2 separate regions of the Cricetulus griseus genome follow, and region 1 is linked to region 2. A link is a contact called in public Hi-C data. All regions are on one chromosome and are shown on one strand. The core of a region is the stretch at or near the end of the contact, and the rest is flanking DNA. Distances in the headings are between cores, read along the strand shown. Region 1 has its middle 11 kb from the start of Mrpl33. Region 2 has its middle 54 kb from the start of Fosl2.

Region 1 (7,029 bases), core at 689-3,188, 590 kb before region 2:
CAGGGGCCAGTGGACCAAGGAAGTTGTTCACCTTTACACAGAGAACCAGCTAGGACTCTGTAACTTGGACCTCACTCTGGAATCCCTTCAGCTCCCTGGGCCTGATGATCTACATAGAAAGAATCCTGAATTGGGCTAGTGAGATGGCTCAGGGGGTAAAGATGCTTGCAGCAAAAGCCTGACAACTGAGTTCTACTTCTGGAACCCATATAAACAGAGAGAACAGATTCTGAAACGTTGTCCTCTAATCCCCATACATACACCGTGACAAGCAGGAGCATGTCCACACACACAATTTTAAAAAGCAGGCAAGAAGCACAAGCCTCCATCCAGATGGTAGGATTCACCACAGAGAAGACGAGGGTGCTCAAAGCAGCCACTGTGGAGGAAAACACTCTTAAGAAGTGAGGCTGGACAGTGGCCAGAGAAACCAACCTACATTTCAGGTTGGCTTTATACTATTTCTTGAAGTTTCTGGAACAGACAGCTTCCTGAAGGGCATTTCCTTATCGAAGTGATTGACAGGCCCATTGGGATTAACTCTGAAGGGACAATTAGTATGTCTTTGCCCTTTACCAGAAAACCTCTAACTAGATAGTAATCGTATGATCTTTCGGACAGTTTAGAATGTCTTGTCTCCACCCAGGCCTGTTCTTTTAACCTGTAATCAAACTCTTGCAGTTTTAGTTCCTGACTTTACAAGCTGATGATTATGGGGGAGGGGTTCCATCCTTGATGATCTTCAAGCTAAAGCTTGACTCCCAGCTCCCAGGAATGTATATTAATAAAGAATGTAAGCTGGATGTGGTAGGGAACACTTGTACCCCAGCCCTTAGGAGGCTGAGGCAGGAGGATCACTGTGTGATCAAGGCTAGCTTGGACTACAGATTGAGACCTATCTCAGCAAATGTCATCATCATTATCACAATAATAATAATTTTAAAATAATGAGAGAATTTGTGTGTAATAATAACTAATATAACCTTTGAGTCAAGTATATTGTCAGTAGTTCTTTTTCTTTTAATTAAGAAAAAGTTGCCCCGAAGTGGTGGTGCACACCTTTAATCCCAGTACTTGGGAGACAGAGGCAGGTGGATCTCTGAGTTTGAGGCCAGCCTGGTCTACAGAAAGAGTTCCAGGACAGCCAGAGTTACATGAGGCTAGAGAGATGGTTCAGTGGTTAAGATCACTGGCTGCTCTTCCAGAGGACCTGGGTTTGGTTCTCAGCACCTACATGGCAGCTCACACTTGTCTATAACTCCAGCTCCAGGAAGTCTGACACCCTCTTCTAGCCTCCACAGTCCCTAGGCACACATGATACATAGACAAGTGTCTATGTAAAATGTCTTGTAAAATGTCAATGACAAGTGGGTAAAACACCCATACATGGAAAAATAATTTTAAAAAGAAAGAAGAGAAACTCTTTTAAAGATTTTTAAAAAAAACTTACATGTATGTATGCACTTGTGTGAGTTTAGGCACACCAGCTTTGTGCAGTGTCTATGGAGTCCAGAGGACACTGGATACCCTGGAGCTGGAGTTACAGGGGGTTGTAAGCTGCCTGATGTGGGTGTTGGAAACCAATACTTGCAAGAGCAGGAAGTACTGTTAACTACTGAGCCATCTCTCCTATCCAAAGAAGTCTTTAGACTTTTTTTCTTTTTTAATATTTATCTGTCTATTGTATATGTGTGCACATGCTCACCTCCAAATATCACAGGCTTACATGTGGAGGTCAGAGGTCAGCTTTCAGGGATCTGTTTTCTCCTTTCACCAAGTGGCTACCAGGGGTGGATCACTGTCTGGACAGTGGGGAGGACTCTGGCAGTTGAGTGCTTTTCCTTCTTGGATTTGAATTTAAGGAGAGGCTGTTGGGTGGAGCCTGGCTGGAAGGAGAGAGCCAGCCTCCCCCAGATTTCCAGCTGCCCTGAGTAGTTGCCTCACAGGCTGTTACTTAACCCTCCTCACCACTTCCTGGGGTGGGGAAGACGTGTAGCAGCTGATGCAACAGGCTGACCAAGGCTGGTGTTGTTCTTTGAGGACAAAGACAAGGGCCAGCAGGGCTGGCCCACTCAGGGCTGCAGCTGCAAGGCTTTGCTCCCTGCAAGGTTCCAGCTTTTACTTCTTCCCTTCCCATTCTGTTTTATTACTGCAATGGGGCTCACCCTGTGAGCCCCCTAACTGTTAGATGATTCTTCCTCAGGAGTTACCTGCATTCTTTTGTTGGCTTTGTTGACCCACAGCCTTGGAGAGCTGACATGTCTGCTGGGAACTCTCGCAGCAAGGTGTTCAGAACAAGACAGGCCGATTGGAGGATCTGCTTCTCATGAGGTCTTCCAGTAGGACATGGATCCAGTCTGAGGGGATCAGAGAGTGTCAGATCCAAAAATGTCCTCTGTAGAGCCAAAGGCCTCAAAACACACCTGAGGGATGCAGTTTCCATTTAAGGCCCCATCTAGCCAGTAGAAATGAGCTCTGTGTTACTATCTCTTTAGCAGGAGCACAGTAACTCTTTCAAACTCTTACGTTAAAAAAGAAAATACTGGCCTGGCTGGATGTCTCAGTGGATAAGGCCACTTACCACAAGAGCCGGGTGATCTAAGTTGAATCCTGGAACCCATCCAGGTAAATAGGAGAGAACCAACTCCATAAAGCTGTCTTCTGACTTCCATGGATAATAAAATCAATTCCAAAATCAAATGTGGTGGCACACAGGAAGTTCCCAGAATCTACCCCTATCTTCCTCAGGCCCAGTGATAGGGTGACAAATGTATGCCACCATGGCTGATTTTTCTTTAAATGACTAATGGACAGTTAGACTCAGCTCCTTGAACTTGAGCAGCAAATGCTTTACCCCCTGAGCCATCTCACCGGCCCCCAGAACATGGATTTTGAATACAACATATAGAATTCATTCTGCGAGGGAAAATTCAATTCTAAATCTTCCCCCAAGTAAGTTCATTCTGAGATGATTAATTTGGTTAATAATTGATTGGCTCATTTTCCCCTTGGCGTTGAAAAACTAAATTTAGAAAGAAGCCTTGAGCAAGGTAGCTCATAATTTAAGAACATATTTTATGATTATCCATTTGTTCACATACAGTAGTATGTAATCAAATTTAATCATCTGGACAGCCCGAAATAGAACAATTATGGTGTTAGTGCAATAGAGCAGGAGTTGGGGGCCTTCTTCTTGCATCAGCCATCAACCTGATTTATAGATGTTTTATCTCATTAACCTTTAAGTCTAGAGCTAATTAGTGACTCTGAGAACTGGAAACTACACTGAAGCAGCCATGTAGTTCACTGTACACCAAACTAAATCGGCCCACTTATCCCACGTCATAGTAATATCTTTGGAAAGGCTTTGGCTCCAGCTGGAGGAGGACCCCACTTCTCCCTCTTAGCAAAGGCACTGTCCCCTTTGTTTCAGATGGCTAGCTGGGGGAGGACCCTGGTTTTACCAGTTTGCATTTAAGCCATTTGAATCTCTCAAAGGTGTTCCCTCCAAAGAGACAGTATTTTAGTTAGGGTTACTATTGCTGTGATGAAACACCATAACCAAAACAGGCTGGGGAGGAAAGGGTTGATTTGACTTACACTTCAGCATCACCGTTCATCATCAAAGGGAGTCAGGGCAGGAACCTGGAGCAGGAGCTGATGCAGAGGCCATGGAGGGTGCTGCTTACTGACTTGCTCCTCATGGCTCACTCAGCTTGCTTTATTATAGAACCCAGGACCACCAGCTCAGGGATTGCCCCACCCACAATGGACTAGGCCCTCCCCCATCAATCACTAATTAAGAAAATGCCCTACAGCCTGATCTTTTTGTTGTTGTTTTATTTTAAAAGACAGGGTTTCTTTATGTAGTACTGGCTGTCCTAGAACTCACTCTGTAGACCAGGCTGGCCTTGAGCTCACAGAGATCCACCTGTCTCTGCCTCCTGAGTTTTGGGATTAAAGGCCTGTGTACCACCACTGCCCAGCTACTACAGCCTGATAATAAGGAGGCATTTTCTCAACTGAGGTTCCCTCCTTTCAGACTGTAACTTGTGTCACGTTGACATAAAACTAGCCAGGACAGATGGAAATAGATGTGAACTGCTAATTTCTGTTTGGATAGAGTTGCTGCAGGGTCCTGTGGAGGGTGTCACCCTGTGAGAGCACTGCCTGCTTTCTACCTGAAGCTGGAGTTCGGGTGGCAGCACCGAAAGGCACCTGTTGTCACTGTGGCAATGAGGTGGAGCTGTCCTTTCGGCAGAGGGCAGAGCGTGAAAGGAAGCCGGAGCTGGACTGGCTTCCCTTGCCCTGTTCCAGCCTCTGAGACTCAGCGCTTACAAAACTGTTAGGGACCAAGACCCGAGGCAGAAGCAGTTAAAGCTTTTCTTCTCCTTGCAGCCTCCATGAGCCCAGGCTGGACTCCCCACTTTTTGTGATGATCAGGGTGGAATTATAAAAGAAATCTAACAGGAAATTTTAATTTATAGAAGAGGCCAGAAACTCTTCTCTGCACAGAGATGTGCTGGGTGTAGCTGCTGAGTGGGAATTCTGATCAGAAAAAGATGGTTACCTATCCAAAACACTTCATTACTTTTAAGGCACTTGGAGTTAAAATGTATTATTATTACAGTATCTGCACAATATGTGTGTGCACATGTGTGGCTCATGTGCTATACAGTGCCTGTGTAGAAGTCAGAGGACAGTACTGTCATGTCATTTTTCTCCTACCTTTATGTGGATACCAAGGATTGAATTTAGATCCCCAGGATTGAGTGGCAAGTGTTTTTACCCATTGAACTAACTTTCCACCCTTGTTTTATTATTATTGTTGTTATTATTATTATTATTATTATTATTATTATTATTGTTGTTGTTGTTGTTGTTAGAGAAAGGGTCTCATGTAGCCAAGCCTAATCTTGAACTTGCTAATTAGCCAAGGATTATCTTGAGCTCATAGTCTTCTGGCCTCTACTTCCCATATGCCATCATGGATGGCTAGCTTATTCCTGGACATGAAGGGAAACCTTTATATGGGGGGGAAGAGGGTTTATTCATTTTACATTTCAAATAATTTTCCAAGACGGGAAAGTGATTTGGATAAAAAAAACCTAAGTCAATGAATGGCCTCTGGTGTGGTTTTCTGAGCTTTCCTGATCTTGATACAGGGCAGTACATGAGTGCGGTATTGTCAGGGGCAGGGCTCCACCCTCCAGGGATGTTACCCAGAGTATTAGGGTCAGAGCCTGGGCCCTGGCAGCCACAATGAGCTAGGCTCAGCTATCTACCCCCAATAGAGAATTAGGCAAGTTATAGTGAAAAACAGAAAAAAAAAATTTATTCAGTGTAGCCACATTGGGCATCACGTTCTCCATGGGTCTGTCATAGGGGTCTGGCAGGAAGTTAAGGCTTAAGTACTCTGTTTAAGAGGCCCAGAGGCAAAGCAATCCTTGTCAAGATGTGGCTCCTCCCACCACCATTGTCTCAGCTCCATTCTCTCCTTCAAGGTGGTCCAGCAAGTTGTGAGAACTTTGTGAGATCTCTTTCCTGGAGATAAATTCCCCTTTGGCTGGCTCGAGGCTTCAGCTTTTTCCTTCTCTCAGATTGAGACTCCTGGGGAAATTCCAATTTCTTGGGGTCTATTGTTTCAATAGTTTGGTGGCCATCGGGAGGGGCTCGGATGTCAATTTAAAGTGTCTTCACCTGTGTGAGTGTGATTGCTAAGGTTTCTTTTGTGTTAATTCTGCATGAAGAACAAACTCCAGGGCTGGCAAGAGGAGACACCAAACTGTAATCCCTTTCTTGGTTTAGTTTGAAGATGGGTTGGATTGTCACATGCAAGAGGATTTTTGTGTGGGTTCTCCAAGTGCCAAAGTGCTGTTCTAATGTCTTTTGACTCACATCCAGCCAAGTGACTCAGTTCTGGCCCCACAGACCCTCCACAGGCTCTCCCTCCCTCAGGGGTGCAGGTGTGTCCCCATGTGGGGCGGAGGCCAGGAAACTAACCACAATCTCTTGGCTAGGAGAACAGGCTCCTGCCTTGCAGGCAAAACAGGGCAAAAAAGCAGGCAGGCAGAATCCCAAACCACAGAAGCTCAAGTTAGGTCATTCTTGTGAGCATGACAACTGGTTGTCTCTCTGGGTCAACAAAATGAAACACAGACACATCTGAAAGTGGCTTTAAAAGGCTCAGAATTTGCAGGACCGAGTCAGCCTGCCCCTGAATTCTCTTCCAAAACAAGGAGAAGTTAATTGACCCTTCTTTCTTAACAAGTCCCGCCCCCCAGGGGTCCATCATAGGGGTCTATAGCAGAGATGTTGAACAGCAGACAACTAAGTCACATGTTCAGTGTGGGATTCATTCCCTATTTCCATGGACTGTACACTGGGCAGGAGCCATCTTCAAATTCCTTGGAGAAGCTGCAGGGACATTGTTAAGGCTGTGTCTCTGCTTCCTGGGCCACTTACAAATAAGGTTAGGGGTTAGGTCAGCGTGGGGAAAGTAGTGGAAACTTATTTCCTTTCAGATGGGGAATCTGTGTGCGTGCCAGCATGTTGCATGCGAATGTGTGCATATGCTCATGAGGGCAGAGGTGGGTGTTGACAGTCTCCTTTCATTGTTCTCTATCTTATTCTTATTACATTTATTGATTGGTTTATTGTGTGCATCTGAGAGAGTATATGTGTGGACACACACCACACTTCGTGCGTGGAGTCAGAGGACAGTTTGTGGAGACCAGTTCTTTCCTTCTACTCTGTGGGTCCTGGAGTTTGAACTTAGGTTGTAAGACCCCCGGAAAGCTCAGGCCTCCAGGATCTCAGCCCAGGACCGAGGTCACCCCAATCACCAGGCAGAGTCGAAAGCTTGATGCAAACTGCATGAGGCTTTATTATAGTTGTTTAACAAGCTAACACCATGTTAGCTCCGGCCTTCCATCCATCCACCATGGTGGTTGGCTAGAAAGACAGCTCAAAGCGTCAGCATAGAGATCTTATAGGGCAGCATAAGGGGAGTATCTAGGGGTACACACA
Region 2 (7,030 bases), core at 2,346-4,845:
CCCAGGATGGTCTCAAACTCCTAACACTCCTACCACAGCCTCCCAAGTGCCACTTCACCAAACTCAATGTTTTTTTATTTAAAAAAAAAAAGGAAAAAAAACCCACATTTTTACCCTAATGAAAATGTTTCTATAAAAGCCATACCATGTATAACAATGAAAATATGCCAATTTAAATATTATTTTTAATGGGGAGTGGATGGTTCTGAGTGAGGCTTAGGCAGGAGGATTATGAATTTGAGGCCAGCCTAGACAATATAGCAATGTTTGGTTTAAATAACAGGCCAGAAATAAACAGGAATGTTGATGACATTCAACTTACCAATGGGTTTTCTGGTGTGTGTGTGTGTGTGTGTGTGTGTGTGTGTGTGTGTGTGTATGTACACATCCGTGTGTATATGAATGTGTGTGTACATACACATGTCTGTGAATGTGTGTTATGTGTACACATGTCTGTGTGTATATGAATGTGTGTGCATATGTGTGTGTACACATGTCTGTGTGCATGTGAATGTGTGTGTGTGCACTTGTGTGTATGTACATGTGTGGTGTGGCCAGAGGTTGACACTGCATCTTTCTTGATCACTTTCCATGTTAGTCTTTGAAACAAGGCCTCTCACGGAGCTCATGGATTTGGCTGCACTGGGTGGTCCAGGGATCCTCCTGCCTCTGCCTTCGTCATCACACCTGGCTTTTTACCTGAGTCCCGAGGATCAGACTCAGGTCCTCATTCTTGTGTAGCAACCACATCAGTGAGTCATCTTTCTGGCTTCCTCCCAACCCTAGCCCTTATTCTTTACTCATTTGGATTCTTTGGGGCCTGTTTAAGAAACTTTGCCTTCTGCCAGGACTGACAATAGAGGTCTGTAATTGTAGCTACCCCAGAGACTGACGCAGGAGAATACTTGTTCAAGTCCTGTCTGAACTACAGAGTCAAGGCTAGTCTAGGGAACAGTGAGATGCTGCCTCACTGTTAAAAATGACATAAAAATGGGCTGGCTCTGGCTCTGTGTAGCACACCATGTAGCATTCATGAGGCTCTGGGCTCAGTATTTTTTTTTTTTTATTTTCTTTCCACAGACATTTAGAAGACTTAAAGCTTTAGAGGTTTGCATCGGTCTGTGTCCATCTCAAAACAATGTCTAAATATGAGGTGAAGTAATACTTTGGGATATCCAGTTGTTCTAGCAGCCTTTAATTAGAATGGACTTTCCTTTGTTCACCAAAACATGCTGGTGCCTTTGCTGAGGGGCAGTGCTATGCACGCCTGGGGACCCACGCTGGCCTCTATTCTGTTTCCTTAATCCTCTTGTCTGTTCTCCTGCCAATAGCATATTGTTGTGATTCCTATAGCTTCCCTGAAAGCCCTAAATAAGGCAGTGAGAACTCTCTGTGGGGTAGTGTTTTCTTCCTAAAACTGCAGCTCACTTCCCCCAGTGTTTGCCACTCTGCGGCTCAGTCTTGGATTTGGTTTTCAGAACCTAAGTTCTTTTTTTTTTTTTTTTTAATTTCATATGTGTTGATGTTTTGTTTGCATGTATGTCTGAATTTGTGTACAGGTGTTGCATCTCCTGGAACCAGAGTTACAGACAGTTGTGAGCTGCCATGTAGGCGCTGGGAATTGAACCTGGGTCCTCTGGAAGAGCAGCCAATGCTCTTCACCACTGAGCCATCTCAAGTTCTTAAGGCAACAAGGGCACACATTTGGAAAAGAGCATGATAGAGAGTAGCTTTCATGCCCTCACTCAGCCAGCAGTTTTTCTAGAGCTAGAAAGAGGTCTCTTAGGCTGTGTGGAGAGAGAGATACTGGGGGAATTGGAGAGACGGCAGCCTCTATTGTGGTTAGAGTTCAGAATCTGGGAGACCCAGGAAAGGCAAGGAGCAGCCTCCAAGCCCACATCTACCCTGATAGCACTGGAGCAGCAGAATGGTTGGTCCTGGTCTCTCAGTATGACCCAGAGAACACCACACTCCAAAGGCTCATTGGGCAGAAACAGTGGCTCTGAGAGAAGTCACCCCAGTGACCTGGTCCTTTGTGAACCTCCCAGAAAGTCACTCTGTACACTAAGAAAGGTCCCGGTGGCTTGTCTAGCATCAGGAATCCTCACTGGTAAATGGCAGTAGGGACTGGAGAGTTATCTCTTACACACTGAGTAGATTACTCAAGGTAACCTGCCTTGTAGGAAACTGCTAGCAAGCCAAGCCTGATGTTGAAGAATGTTAGCTAGGAGACACTGTTTCTCTGGCCTGGAGGCTAATGGGGAGCAATTAATTTTGAGAGAGGGGTCTCAATGTGTGGATCAGGCTGAATTCAAACTAATAATCCTCCTTCAGCCTTCCAAGTGCTGAGATCACAGGTACCCCCATGCCCAGCTCATAATATACTCTTCCAAATTCATAGTCCATCTGTCTGGAAAGGTTTTGAGCATTACCTTCCATTCTCATATAAAACAACTCAGAAGAAATCCTGTAGCTCCTGAAAAGCAGTCCTCAAGGTATGTGAAGAACATTGTTTGGAGCTTCTTGGGGAGTAGCTGCTTGGGGAGTGTTTTATGCCACTGTCTGGTGAGAACACGGAGGTGGGGCTGCCTCATGCTTCACGGTCCTGGTGTTATTTTCCATACCATCCATGTCCTGACTACGCCCATGTTAGGTATGGGGAAACTGGTGTTTCAGCCCTATTTACCAAGTGCCAGGAGAGTCTAGCTTGCATGTTGTTTTGCCTCTATTAGTATTCTTAACTCGCACTGTAACTCTAAGAATGTTAAAGAGACATTTCAAAATGCATTGAATTAATACATTCCTTTGCTCTGACCCCATGTCCACTAACTGTTCCAAAATGAGACACATGGAAATGGAAAATAGACACAAAGTATTTGCTTGACTGACACCATGAATTTGGGTGTCCCTCAAAGCATAAACACACACACACCCATTGTACACACACACCTTGCAAGGGTGATCCCTGGGGTTGGAGCCCTTCTAAAGCAGCTGAGGCTGGGCTGGCAATTTCAGACCTGCTTCTGTACCGCACTGTACTGGGGTGGAGCTGGGTAACTGGGTCAGAAACAGTCAGCCCCATCCTTAAAGGAGACAGTCGTCTGTCCCCACTCATCTAGGATGGCGTTACAGTTGTTACCTGTTGCTGAGAAAGGCTACTATCACTCTGGGTCTATTAAGAGAGAGCAATGGCTGGGCCTAGAGAGATGGCTCGTTGGTTAAGAGCACTTGACTGCTCTTCCAGAGGTGTCCAATTCTCAGAGTTCAATTCTCAGCAACCACCGGGTGCTCACAACCACCTGTAATGGGATCTGATTCCCTCTTTTAGTGTGCATGAAGACAGGGCACTCACATACATAAAATACATGAATGAAAAAGGAAAGAGCAGTGGATTCAGACTTGTAATTCATTACTAAATAAAGGCCAGCCTCCCTGTGCCACGCCACACACACACACACACACACACACACACACACACACACACACACACACCAGGCCTTTTGTGTTGTCTGGACTCCTGGTACAGATAGACCTATGTGGCTGTGCTCTAGGGAGCGTTGAACTCATTCACCCTCCCAGCTGTGACGCGCACGAGCCTCTTACTCATCCCGATGTCATCAGTCATATTTCCAGGAGTGAGTAATTCAGGGAGGGAGGTGTGGTACTGGTGGGGGGGGGCATGCTGGAGAGGCAGTGTGGTCCAGGAAGAACCCCATCTCTCTTCCTCCAAAGCAGGAAATGTTCCACTTCTTAAGAAAAGATGCACCCTTCATCTGCTGTAAAGTGGGCGTGTAGTCATCAAATGTAGGCAGTTTAGGGACAGCAGAGTCTAAAGGACTTCTCTCTTCACCCCTCGGTATTCAGAGAAGTCTGTGTTAACCAGAAGAGGAGCCAGTGGAACTCCTTTTGGACTTACTAAGATGTTAATTCATGTTTATCAAGCATATGACTTCCACTTTGGCCTATGGGTGCCCCCGTCCGACCCCTGGCATGACTTACTAGTGTTCCATCAATGGAAAATATCAGGGTTGGGATTAGAATGCAAAACCCTTGATTCCCAGTCCAGCCTTGCCATGGGCTATGAAGATTTCCTCTGAGATGAAGGCCTTGTCAACTTTGACTTGTTTTTTGATCCTCCAGGATCAAATTTCAAGCTGGGCTCAGCTTGGACCTAACTCGGTTTCTGCTGCCATACTTTGAAGTTCAAGAGTGAGTGTTCATGTTCATGTTCAAGTTCAGGACAGACCTGAATGCCTTTGAAACAGAGCTCCCCAGCCCCTGCTTCTCTGGTTTTTGAGACAGGGTCTCTTGTACCATCCAAGGCTGGCCTTGAATTTCTAATTCTGCTGCTTCTAATCCAGTGTTCTGAGATTACAGGCCAGTACCACCATATGTAGCTTAAAGACTCTTTTGGACACAATAACAGGCCAGGGGATCATGAGTCAGATGAGGGCTAGTAGTCCTGCCCACATTCTGTGAGGTGCCTAAGTGTCTTAGTGGCCCAGGCTTAAGGCATAAGGGCCCACAGTCAGCATTCAGCTTTGGAGTGACTAGTATTTTAGTCTGTGTCTTTGTTTCTTAGGTTGCCTAGCTCACTTCTCCCCAGGGAACTGTTAGGGAGCATCCTTAGTTTCCTGCAGAAAGAAGCTCCAGTGGGAAGCATGCTTAGGAAAAGAACTTGAGTTTTGTGAGCATCTACCATGTCTTGGGATTGACCCTGTGCCTTACACTGATGAACTTTCTGGATTGTCACATTTGTTCCCTGTGATGCAGACAACATCTTCCTTGTGTTTCTGTGGAAACATAGGCTTCCAGGACCTGGAACTAGGGCTCTGTCACCTTGATACGAAATAAAGGGGCCAGCTGTGAACCCAGATCTGGTGGCATGATGATCACTGCCACCCTTCTGTAGAAAGTCCTATGATAACCTCACCCAGGACTCTAGCTGCAGATGTTGCTCAAAGAGGAAGACATGACCCAGTGGTGCTGCCTCCAGCCCTCCACATTCACCTATTGAAATCTTAACTCCTAGGATCTCTGAATATGACAACATTTAGACAAAAGACATTTATTTTTGCATTTATGGTTTATTTATTTACTTGTTTGTAATCTGGTCTCATGTAGCCCAGGTTAGACTCAAACTCAATATATAGTTGAAGATGGCCCTAAACACCTGAGCGCTGAGATTACAGGCACATGTCATGCCTAGCTGAGAAAAGGCCTTTAAAGAGATAATTACCAGGAGATCACAGGCCCCATTCCAATGTGACCAATAGCCTTTTATTGTATTGTTGGTTTTTTGAGACATACTCTCACTCTGTAGCTCAGACTAGCCTGGAACTCACTATATGTAGCTCAGGCTAGCCTCAAACTGTGGCAATTTGACCATTGCCTCCCCCTGAGCACAGTAGGTGCTGGACTGAATCCATGTTTGCTGACCTGCCAAAGGAAGGAAGTGTGGTGACTGGCCAGTGAACACCAGAACACAGAACCTCTCAACAGGCAGGGACAATTCAAATGTTGATTTCTGCAACCATCTCCTTCCTTCTGTCGAAACTTCCTGTTTCTGAGGAACGGAGATTTTTTTTTCTTTTTTCACAGATCCCAGAGGGCGTCCAGTAAACCCAGCAACTATTACCAAATTGTTCTGGTTTTGATGAGCTCAGTGGGTGTGAATCAAATGCGGGCAGACTACAGAGTTTCCCTTGAAATAGTCTCAAATTAATGTTAGCAGGAGGAGCACAAATATGTCTGGGACTTTAGTGCCTGCAAGAAATGGGCAATGTTGGCACCCAAAGCCAGGTAGGGTGGCTTCATTCTTCTGGAAGAACAGTGGCGGCTCAGGGCCCCAGGGGAAACCCCACAGAAGCCACCTTAATCTGGGGCTGTGGGAAGGTTTGTGGCCTCCTGTGTGAAGAAGGTGATCTTGAGGATGAAGGGTCCTCCTGGAGTCTATGGCCTACTGGGGTCTGGCTCTACCAGAAGGGGGCCCAAATGCCCCCCTAGAAATGTGGAGGATTGGGATAGAGGAAGTGTGGCGTCTCTACACTGAGAAGCAGGCTGTCTTCCATTTGAGAATGAGGACCCCCTGGTCTAGCACGGAGTCAGATGGCAAGCATAAGAATTGAGGCTGGCCAGGAATGAGTAACAGTGGCCTTGGCTGTTATTAAGGACACCCAATGATACTATAAGTAGCTGCCCAGGAGCTGTGTCCAGACACCAAGCAGGGATGGTGTGTGTGTGTGTCTGTGTCTGTGTATGTCTCTCTCTCTCTCTCTCTCTCTCTCTCTCTCTCTCTCTCTCTCTCTCTCTCTCTCTCTGTGTGTGTGTGTGTGTGTGTGTGTGTGTGTGTGTGTGTGTGTGTGTGTTGGCTGAAAGATACAATTGCTCTGACTCTACCACTGTTGGCTGTGAAGTCCACCAAACTCTGTCCTCCATTAAGGCTTTCTCTTTCCACCTATCAGTAGGGGACACCAGGCTACCTCTGAGGGTGATGTAGCTAAGCCTCCAACCCTGACCTTTACTAGCCATACCTGACAGCAAGGATCTGTCTGTCAGCGTCACATTAGCCAGCCCCACATGTGAAGAATGTAACGACCCCTTCAGCATCTGCACAGATGAAAGTACCATTTCAGCTCCTGTAGAATCTGGTGACCGTCCCTTCTCCAAGAACATTTCTGCTTTCCTTCTAAATGTTTAAACATTTATTTGTTTAGTCTCCCCCCCCCTTTTCCCCATGTGTGTGCATGAGTGCGCGCGAATGTGTGTGTGTGCTCATTCATGTACCCCAGAGCACATGTGGAAATGATTGGCTCTCTCCTTTCACCATGTGGGGCCTGGGGATCAAACTCAGGTCAGCAGGCTGGGCTGTGCCATTACCCGTCAAGCCATGCCACTAGCCTTCAATCATAAGTCTTGCCCCTGTCATCATGTCTCAGGTACTTGTCAGGTTCCTATACCTCCTAAGCCCTGTCCCAGTCTTCCAGTACATACTCCCCCTACCTGTATCTGGTTCTCTCTTCTCCTTTTC

Evidence for each region. Hi-C and Micro-C count contacts between places; a contact is called where the count stands out from the background.
Region 1: a contact with region 2 is called in a Hi-C map of fibroblasts, with 6 times the contacts expected there. The contact joins two enhancer-like sites. A contact is called at or near these places in 4 of 8 Hi-C or Micro-C datasets (the CHO-K1 cell line, fibroblasts and liver).

What each region holds. Positions count from the first base shown.
Region 1 is chr7:12,868,955-12,875,983 of CriGri-PICRH-1.0, reverse strand. No RefSeq gene overlaps it. Among named protein-coding and RNA genes, the nearest start is that of Mrpl33, 11 kb to the right of the region's middle. Within about 2 kb of position 1,938, at least 2 of the 6 cell types and tissues checked have open chromatin away from gene starts, as enhancers often do. A contact at or near this core is called in fibroblasts, where this site is marked.
Region 2 is chr7:12,281,631-12,288,660 of CriGri-PICRH-1.0, reverse strand. No RefSeq gene overlaps it. Among named protein-coding and RNA genes, the nearest start is that of Fosl2, 54 kb to the left of the region's middle. Within about 2 kb of position 3,595, at least 2 of the 6 cell types and tissues checked have open chromatin away from gene starts, as enhancers often do. A contact at or near this core is called in fibroblasts, where this site is marked.